Regions from separate parts of the Mus musculus genome. Here regions 2 and 3 are each linked to region 1. The links are chromatin contacts, called in public HiChIP or PLAC-seq maps. All regions are on one chromosome and are shown on one strand. Each heading gives the region's core, a stretch centred on a gene start, on an enhancer-like site or on the middle of the called end of the contact. The rest is flanking DNA. Distances are from core to core; before and after follow the strand shown. Region 1 has its middle 24 kb from the start of Gm41030. Region 2 overlaps Gfm2 (G elongation factor, mitochondrial 2). Region 3 overlaps Arhgef28 (Rho guanine nucleotide exchange factor (GEF) 28).

Region 1 (3,247 bases), core at 237-2,736:
GCTTCTACTTATTCTTTCTTGCCTCATTGTCATCTCCTCTGAAGCCTCTTCAGTTCCATTTCCTCTTACCTCTGGCCTAGATCTTCCCTCCCTCTGTCCCTCCCTCTGTCCCTCCCTCCATCCTTCCTTCCCTCCCTTCTTTTCTCCCTCAGTCTTCCATCTCTCACTCTTTCACTTTCTCTTTTTCCCTCTCTTCCTCTCTCATTCTCTCTCACTTCCTCACTCCCTCACTCTTTCTCTCCCTCCCTCTCTCATTCCCTCAGTCCCTCCCTCTCTCTGGCTTGCCTGCTCTCTGTTGTTGGAAATGTTACATCCCCTCCCCCTTTACACACAACCCTCCCCCTTCACACATACATCCCCTTCCCCATCACATACACACACACCCTCCCCCTTCACATACATCTCCTCCCTTCACATACACATATCTTGTCCCCTTCACACAGATTCCCTTCCCCTCACACAATTCCCTCCCCCTTCACACACATCCCCTCCCCCTTCACACACAAATCCCCGCCCCCTTCTCGCACAGGTGTGCACGTGCACTAATGGCCTAAGACCTTCAAAATTGGGCCAGCTTCAAAGATCACAGTAAGGTGAAAAACAAAACAACAAACAAATACCTCACGAACAAGCAGAGCCTAGAAACATCAAGCCTGAACTCTTGAAAACGTTTCTTCTGGTAAGGCTTTGCACAGACTAGTGTGAAATACAACATCCTGGGGCATCAGTCCCTGGGGTGGCCTCCTGGGAAAGGAGTGAGGTATCTGTTCCCAGCTCTGCTCTTGGACCCACAGCTAGCTGCTGTCATCCAGGAGTCTTGGCCTGTTCTCATTGCTGTCTTCCTACCTGGCTGCCAGGAACATGGGCTCTAGTGGAGTGAATAGGAGCTGGTAGGATGTAGTTGTATGTTTTCCATTTGATGTATCAAAATATCAGAGGCCAGGTGACTTACCCAGAGAAGAGGTGTATTTGGCTTGTAGTTCTGGTTTGTGAGCATGGCAACTGTGTGCTCAGCTCATGGTGCGGGCTAGTGTCACTGTGAGTACCTGAGGAAGACATCACAGAGAGAGGGAGAGAGAGGGAGGCAGATGGGGAAAGAGTTAATGAGTGAAGGAAGGAGAGAGACAGAAAGAACTCAAATAGAAAAATCAGTCTAACTACCTCGATGTTTCCATGGCCTCCCAATGCTTGTGTGTTGGGTCCATGCGTGCTGTATGGACCTTGGAAGGACAAACCACACTCAAGCCACAGTAGAAGGCCTGATATTGGTCATTTACAAGGGAACACAGCTTGGGTATGTGTGTGTGAGCTTCAAGCCCCACCTCTCAGAGCTTCCTGAAGTGTTAGGTTGGCATTACAGGCATCTGTACAGAGGGTGAAATTGCCCACCACTTACCCGACACAGGGAGGACTGAGGAAGTAGAGCCAGATGGCACTCCCTGAGCCAGTCTCCTAAGGTAGGATACAGAGGAGAAAATGGTGTGGCTGATTGGCTGGGCTTTCAGGGAGGTGACTAATACAGGGCAAGCATATTTGGGCATAAGGTTACACAGTCCCTGTGAAAGAAGGCTGTGCTAATAACAAGAACAAACTAGAACAACAACAACAACAACAACAAGTATTGTTGTTGTATGGCACAGTCTTTAATTCATTTTCATACACTCTACCTTATTTGAGCCCAAGGATAAAGACTGAAAGGTACTTAGTCTCATGTGACAGGAATTCTGTTGGCTCAGTATCTTGTCTAGAGTTTACACTTCTGGAAAATCGTAGAGCTCAGGTCTTGGAGCACTGTGCTGAACGCCAGCCATAGTTCTGAGCCTGCTTTAGATGCTGACTTGGCTGCCGGGTGGTGAGATTCACACAGGGTTTCTTAACTGCTGACACAGATGGTAAAATAAACAGCTCCGGGCTGACTCAGAAGGGATAAGAGAGCCCAGACCATTGTTCAGGACTGAAGTATCTCTGGAGGTGACAGCCACGAGGTCTGTACCCTTTAGGGAGCAGCCACTGGTGCAAAGTGATCAATCCAATGGGATCTAGAATTCAGTCTGGGACTAGATTGAACAAAGTAGGAGGATCCCTGAAGGGCAAGGGTAGGTATGACAAGACCCTTTCTGTGGTATTTGGCAGGTATGGATTGGCCCTTGGTGTGTCTTTGTGGTGGCATGGCAATCATTAGGAAGGAGTGCTATCCAGCTGTGATTGCCCACCATGAACTAGAGGAGAAGATCTGGAATTTCAAACATGGTGGTGAGTAAGGAACTGGGGGAAGAGAAGGAAATCAAGACCCTCTCAGAAGACAGGAAGCTCGGCCCTTGCCATGCCGATGAGATGATCATTGAGCCGTAGGGGAGATTCTGAATCATTTACTAGTGGTCCCTCCTCTTCCGAAGACAACACCCACTGCAAGGTGGCTGCAGGGCTCTCTCCCACCAGCAGGGTCTTCCCCCCCGCCCCCCGCACATTATCTCTGTAATAGTCCTGGGAATGTTGGTCAACATAGACCTCTGTATCCTGGTAACTTATAACTGCCAAAACCCAATACGATGTAACTCCCAAGACTGGACAAAATGGTTCAGTCCTTCCCTGTCCCCTGGAACATCAGTACTGAGCTCCTGGTCATCACACAAGCCTTCCCTGAAAGCCCCATCAGGAGAAGGCCCATGGTAGCCCATGGAATTACCACCAGGCAGCCACAGACTGCATGAAGAGAAACACATCTGGCCAGTCTCCAGCTGGGTGAGTTCCCCACACCCACTGACTCTAACTGCACAAGAGACTGTGTTGTTGTTTGCACTGAACTGTGTTCCCCAGGCCCATGGGTTAGAAAGCTGGCTCTAGTTTGGAGGTACTGCGAGATGGAAACTTACATACGTGGGACCTTACAAGATTAGGGGTATCTCCTCAAAGGGGATTGTGGGACCGCAGTTTTTTTTTCTCTATGTCTTTTTTCATGTCTTGTTTGTGAGGTGAATGTCTTTACTCTGTCGTCAACTCAGCCATGATATGCTGCCCAGGGCCAAAGCAAAAGGTCCGATTGGTCATGGGCTGGAACATCTGAAATCAGGAGCCAAAATAAACCTTTCCTCTTGATAAGTCGCTTATCGTGGGTATTTTGTTACAGTGATACAAAGCTAATGTAATCTGTAAGCCAGAAACACCCTGTTGAGTCCTTCCCAAATTCCTGGTATAGACATAGCATGAAAAATGATTAAATGGTTGTTGTGGCTTAAAGGCACTACCA
Region 2 (3,274 bases), core at 320-2,819, 330 kb before region 1:
GGCCCTGATTTATTTTTTTATTTTTATTTTTTTTCCTTTTTATTACCAGACTGTCCTGTGTGGAATGGGGGAGTTGCATATTGAGATTATTCATGACCGTATCAAGAGGGAGTATGGCCTAGAGACCTATCTAGGGCCTCTGCAGGTGGCATACCGGGAAACCATCTTAAACTCAGTTCGCGCCACAGGTAAAAAATACAACATTTTGGACATTCTGGGTTTGTTTAGTGTTTAGTTGTGTAAACAGAAGTCACAGTTTCCAGTGTCTCCCACAGTTTTACTGTGTGTATTAAAAAAAAATTAGTATAGAAGGCCTGGTGCCACTGCTACCCCCCCCCCACCCATCAGACAAATGTGTTTTCTAGTGGCCGTGGGACAGTGAAATCACTGGCTTGTTCCAGCCCTTACCACTGAAATGGGACTAAGAATTTGAAGTCAATTCATATTTATTGTATGAAGTGCATGAATAATTCCGCTATTTAATACAGTGTCCCTATACAGATAGCATTCTAGAGGAGGTGCAGTTTTTATGTTTCTGTCCTGAATGTCAGCACTCAGGTTTTCTGTATTTGGTTCCCTTAAGCAAAATAACAGTGGTCACTCTTCACCTCAAGGTGAGCAAAGTCTCTGGGTTCAGTCCCTAGTACTTACAAAGAAAATAGAACCCCCTATCCAGAAACAAAACAAAACAAAACACGGAAAGCTGTTTTTCTGTATTTCAGAAAATACTTTACTAGTTTTGGGGGAGGGAGAAACATTAAATATTGCTGAAGGAATATAGGAAATTTAAATTTGGAAATTGGCAGAGGAACAAGGTTTATAGTTTTTATTATCAGCTTTTTATACTCTCTAGATGTCATACAATTTGAGTGTTACCTTTTCCCCAAGGTTGGTACTTTTAAAGACTTAGTTTTGAGGGGTCTCAGATACAAGCAATCTCAGCAAGGGCAGACAGTCTCCTGGGGCAGCCTGTTCCTGGCATCTTTCTTTGGCTTCCTTCATTATCCTGGCAAACGTTGAGCCTCGAGTGCAGGCCCTCCTTATTCTTCACGCATTTCCATGTGTTTGTCCGCAGACACCCTCGATAGGGTGCTTGGAGACAAGCGGCACTTGGTGAGTGCGGAGCTGGAAGTCCGGCCAGCAGAAGAGCCCTGTGCTGTGGCCAAGATCGAGTATGCTGACTGTGTGGGTGAAGACCTGCTGCAGGCCTCTCGGGAGGCCATTGAAAGTGCCGTCCACAGTGCATGCCTCCAGGGTAAGGGACACACACCTGTCTCCTGGTGACTGTTTCTTTTTTTCTCTCATGCTGGAGTTTGAGCCAGGATCTTGGGCGTACTAGCGTGCACTGTGCACTCTGCCTTGATGTTACACTCAGCCTCCGAGTTGGTCCGTGTGCTACAGACACGCCAGTGTTCTCTGTGCTTGGACTTCACATGAATTCTTGCTGCATTGCTCCTTGTTACTGGACTGTGTGTACTGTTGTGCTTTATTCTCCCCACCCAGGACCTCTGCTCGGATCCCCAGTCCAGGATGTGGCAATGACGTTGCACTCACTGATGATTCACCCTGGCACCTCCACAACTATGGTCACTGCCTGCATCTCACGGTGTATGCAGAAGGTACGGAGCACCCTTCATGCTCTGCATTAAGGATGGGCACTGAGGCCAGCACCGCAGATTCCACAGACCTTATGTCACCATGGGGCCACCCAGATCTAGTACCAGTGGGTAAAGGTACTTAGCACCAAAAGCCTGCTTCTGAGTTTAATGCTCAGGAACTGCATAGTGGCTTCAGAACGTTGTCCTATGACCTCTACATGAGCACATACCACACACACAAATGGGATTTAAAACTTTTAAACTAGCTCTTGTATGGGAAATCTTTGATTTCTAAAACTAAATTTTCATTTGAAAGATTTTAGAAATTACTGGTCAGAAAGGTTAAACAAAACATTCTGATTTTACCAAAAGATCTTTCCAAACAAAACCTGGGCCTGTGAAGAGTGCACCTTGTTTAGACATTCCTTTTTTTACTTTTGAGATGTTACAGTTAGCTACAAGCCTGGCTGGGGAGAGGGGAATATATATATATATATTAATTAGATAGATAATCCATCTTTCCAGCCCCAAAGCCTGGTGGATTTAACTGGACAGATCTGAGGTCAGCTTGACATTGGGCTTTAATGTAAAGGACAATGGAAATCTAATGTGAATTTCAACTTCTTTTTAAAGATTATTTTATGTATGTGAGTGCTCTATCTTTGTGTACACCTGCATGCCAGAAGAGGGCATCAAATCCCATTACAGATGGTTGTGAGCCACCATGTGGTTGCTAGTAATTGAACTCAAGACCAGACAGTATTCTTAACTGCTGAACCATCTCTCAAACCTTTAATTTCAAATATTTGAATTTGTCCAAATAAGATTGTTTTCATTAAAAAACAAAAACAAATCAGTCCCATTGAACAACAGATTTAGGCCAAGCATCTTCCATGCATGTGATCACCTGAGTTGTCCTGAGTGTCATGGCCTTCTGCCTCCTGCCTCAGTGGCCCACCAGATCTGATCAACCCCCATGCGGTTTCCCAGTGTGGGAGTACCTTAGCCTAGCACTGGAGAGTAAAGTCACAGGTCACACTGAAGCTTTCAAGCACTAAGTAAGGTTTGAACTGTGTTCTGGGAACAATGGAGAATAAATGTTTTGATCAGTGAAGTATATATAGTCAGAACACAGAAGTGATTGGCATTTGGCACGGGAAAGACAGTCTAGGACAGACAGGAACTAGACGATGTCTGAATCAAGATGCCAGCAACAGGAATAGAAATACTGGTGTTTGCTGGAAAAAGGAAATCAGAGAAGTACATTTAAGCAAACTGAGATCTACTAATGCCATCAGCAAATAAGAAAGGCCAGAGACGTGCTTGGAAAAGAAACTGCTGAGCTAGGCTTGGGGCCCAGTGGGGGACAAGACTGAGTCCTCCGAGATGGGCTGCAGCTACTGCTGGTGTGGAAGCTCTGCAGTGAGGTACTGTTCAGAAGTCTGAAAAGGATAGAGGGCAGCTCTGGGAGGCCAGTCCCTCCCTAAAGGAAGCATTTTTCTCTTATATTTACCCTTTCCCACATGATTGTTTTATCTTGAAAACATGGTCAGGTTCCCTCTGTGGCCGATGAAGTCTAAGATTATAAACTGTAAATACAGAAAGTATTTGTAGACAGTTGTCTTGACTCTTGCCTTTGTTGTTGGCTTTTTGAGGTGCTCTCCTGTGCTGTTCTT
Region 3 (3,447 bases), core at 70-2,569, 490 kb after region 1:
GAGGCATGTTTCTACTTTATTTATTTCCTCATTCAAATGAGGAGTAATTCCAGCCACACAGGCAACACCTCCTCTGTGACTGGAGCTGCTCTGATAGCATACCTCTGAGGGCAGACTAGGAACGACTGACACCTCCCACCTCCCACCTCCCCTCCGCTCCTCTCTGAGTCGGTTAGAGTCTTTAATTTTAATGAAAAATGAAGCTTGGTATAAATATTCCTGATAAATGTTATTGGTTTGGAGTTATAGTAGATTATAGCTAGTTCAAGATTCTGCATGGTCTCCTAACACACAGTCTAAGATTGGAGAAACACGTGCATCAGAGCGTGCCTGATTAGAGTTTTCAGCTATGGTCTCCGCGCTGGTGAAGTGGACTCTGTCAGTGCGCAGTAATATCCTACTGTGGGTCTGCCACCTTCCGGTTACAGTACAAGGTATTCTATCGCTGTGCACACTTCCTGGATGCTCCATCACTATCTTACTTTCAGCACTAGGAAACAGTGACAACTCTTCTCTGTCCAAGCCTGGAAGGCACTCTTCATGGTTGCCTGTAGACTTTATGGTCATAGCCCACTAATGGGATGTCAGGTGGATCCATTAGGCTATAATCAGAACTTTCCTTTACAGTGACATAAAGTGTAAGATCCCAGAACACATTCCACAGGCCACTGTATAAAACTGCTTTTTTTTTTTTACCCTGTGGATTATGATGAGACAGAGAAGTGTTTGAGGCATGTGAGTTTTAAAATCACACAAATGGTTGTTTCCCGTCAACTAAGGTTTTGTTACTTGATATTTTAAAATAGTCATTTTATGGCTTATTTTGCTTCTTGATTTCTTAAAAGAGCTATGGACTTTAAGTAATATAATCACTACATCCTATACATATGAAATTGTTGGGTTTTCCAGAAAGTTAACTTTTTTGGGGGGGGGGATATTTTCTTTTTCATTTCAAATGTTATCCCCTTTCCCTGTTTCCCATCCTCCCAGAAACCCCCTATCACATCCTCCCTCCCCCTGCTTCTATGAGGGTGCTCCTCCACCCACCCACCCACCCACTGCCACCTCCCCACTCTCCATTCCCCTACACTGGGACATCTATGGAGCCTTTGTAGGACCAAGGATCTCTCCTTCCCTCGATGCATGACAAGGCCATCCTCTGCTACATATGCAGCTGGAGCCATGTGTACTCCTTGGTTGATGGCTTGGTCCCTGGGAGAAAGTTAACTTTTATGACAAACAGTCACAGAAGGAAAAGACTCTGGAATGAGTCATTCCAGCCACACGGTCAACGCCTCTGTGACAGGAGTCGCTGATAGCATCCAACTGAGGGCAGACTAGGAACGACTGACACCTCCCACCTCCCCTCAGCTGCAGCTGCCACAGGAGATGACTTGGCCTCGCGAAACTCCCATGGTGGAAAACAGAGTGACCCAAATGCACCCGGCTACACAGCTCAATCTGAGACATCAGCTCACATTCTGGCTGATAATGGGAAACCTACAGTGTGTTGATGTTTCTGCTACCATGAGTGTGCTGTGTTCCCAGTTGGAAAGGATCCAAAGAGAACGTTATTTTATAATACCTTGACTAAAACTGAGAAAGAACTGTGGAAACAAATAACCTATCCATGGGCTATTTGTCCCAGGGTAAATTGTAATCATAATTTGTTATTGTCTCCTTAGGGAAAGTAAGTTAACTGTGGCCAACACGCTGTGACCTGAAGACAACCATGACTTTGCCACTAGGATTTCAGACTGGTTGAGATACCATGGTAAACCCAAACTTCCCAAAATTGTTAGTGTGGCCGAGATTTTTTTTCTGCTTCCTGCTCATCTTTTCTACGAGCTCTTGCATCCTTTGGGCACAGAGGCAGGGATTGAGAACGGGTTCTGCGAACTTCTGCTGTCCTGCTAAGCTGAGAAAGGTCTTCTGTGGCTTTTAGATACAGGATAGGCAGAAAGCTGCAGCATGTGGATTCTAGTGTGTGGCCCCATCAAACATGGCTCTAGCCCTCAGGAAATGGAAGATTCATCTAAGTTAACCTAGTCCCTATACCATCTACACTTTTGACTGTGTGGCCCCTAAATTTCTCTTTCCTGTCTCTCGTGCTATTGATCACTTTGGTAAATTTCACTGCGTGGTTTCTGTCTCTCAGGCTCCACACTCCCATGGTAGCAGGCACTGCTGGGATGGAGCTGTAGTCAGCTCAAGGCAACAAAGGATTATCTGCAGCCACCGGCCTGGCCTCCCGGCCATCATTCCTGCATCTCTCAAGATGGAGAGAGTGCACACGAGTGGGCTAGCCTGTGGAAGCAGCCTGACAGAAGGTGTTCTCAGCAAACCAGCCTCTCCTTCTTCCTCCGAGTAACTGTGTGTGTGTTGGCTGAATAGGTGGGTGGATAGGGAGACATCTGATAGGTACTGTGCAGTCCAGGCTGACCTTGAGCTTGTAATCTTCCTACTTCTGTCCCCTGAGTCCTGGCTTAGTTTTTCTGATATTCTAAAAAAGGAAAATCTCTGTATTTGTAGCAAGTGGATTTTTAAAATTCCCAGAACAGGAACATGAAAATACAAATCTGAAGTTCTGGGAATATTTTTATTAGGAGAGCAGAATAACTATGTGTGCTTCGTCTGCCTTCTATGACTAAATTGTCTCTTTAAACAATCAACTTCTTGAGATCTGAGGGGCACTTAACATAGCCAAAAGATTCTGCCAGAATGTGTTAAGTCGCACACGGTTTAATCTACTTTTGCAGAACCACACAGAGACTGTCCTACGCTGTTGGATTTCTATGCCTAGCACATACAAGCCCCCCCAAAACCTACATTGTAATTAAACTGTATAACTAATTGAAAATAGCCACTCTCTGGCATCTATAAGACTGCAAAATAAACTACAAGCCTAGGTAAAGACTTCAGGACTTATGGTTAAAATAACCTTTTATATCAATACTTGGCACTTTAAAAACAACTCAGTTTGTAGATTCATATAAAATCCAGTCCGGTAGGAGGTGTGCACTGCAGCTGGTCCCCTCGCTGCAGCTGGTCCCCTCCCTGCCTCCTCTTCTGCATCTGCTATAGCTCTGCTGAGCATCTGTTCATTTACATGCATGTTCATTTCTACACATTTACATAAGCATGCACATGTGTATGTGCTATGTTCACCTCATAACTTCACATGTGAAAATAACATAGAGTCACAGGGTTAGGACATGAGAGAAAAACATATTAACATCCGCCCCCCCCCCCCAGGAAAGGAGAAACTGGCTTATTCCTTAAAGAAAATGAACACATAGACACAGATTTCATGAATCCATACGAATATATGTCACCACGGCATGCACAACAGCAATGTTTAAAAATGTCATTTCATGTATACCAGAAAAAATAAATCCTGTCTGAGCTCACCCAACTTGAAACACAAATGTTCACCAGTCCATGGAA

The links. HiChIP or PLAC-seq counts read pairs in DNA pulled down with a chosen protein or histone mark.
Region 2: a contact with region 1 is called in a FOXA1 HiChIP or PLAC-seq map of pancreatic cancer cells. The contact joins two enhancer-like sites. A contact is called at or near these places in 1 of 115 datasets of contacts at active chromatin or transcription factors (pancreatic cancer cells) and 1 of 9 other capture datasets (embryonic stem cells).
Region 3: a contact with region 1 is called in an HNF4G HiChIP or PLAC-seq map of pancreatic cancer cells. The contact joins two enhancer-like sites. A contact is called at or near these places in 1 of 115 datasets of contacts at active chromatin or transcription factors (pancreatic cancer cells) and 1 of 9 other capture datasets (embryonic stem cells).

The regions. Positions count from the first base shown.
Region 1 is chr13:97,501,760-97,505,006 of GRCm38.p6, forward strand. No RefSeq gene overlaps it. Among named protein-coding and RNA genes, the nearest start is that of Gm41030, 24 kb to the right of the region's middle. Within about 2 kb of position 1,487, at least 27 of the 459 cell types and tissues checked have an H3K27ac peak or open chromatin away from gene starts, as enhancers often do. A contact at or near this core is called in pancreatic cancer cells, where this site is marked.
Region 2 is chr13:97,171,437-97,174,710 of GRCm38.p6, forward strand. It overlaps Gfm2 (G elongation factor, mitochondrial 2), which reads left to right. Exons shown (of 21, transcript NM_177266.5): 17 at 50-188; 18 at 1,076-1,255; 19 at 1,504-1,619. Among named protein-coding and RNA genes, the nearest start is that of Hexb, 25 kb to the right of the region's middle. Within about 2 kb of position 1,570, at least 15 of the 459 cell types and tissues checked have an H3K27ac peak or open chromatin away from gene starts, as enhancers often do. A contact at or near this core is called in pancreatic cancer cells, where this site is marked.
Region 3 is chr13:97,989,807-97,993,253 of GRCm38.p6, forward strand. The region is part of intron 11 of Arhgef28 (Rho guanine nucleotide exchange factor (GEF) 28); the gene reads right to left. Among named protein-coding and RNA genes, the nearest start is that of Gm34388, 98 kb to the left of the region's middle. Within about 2 kb of position 1,320, at least 4 of the 459 cell types and tissues checked have an H3K27ac peak or open chromatin away from gene starts, as enhancers often do. A contact at or near this core is called in pancreatic cancer cells, where this site is marked.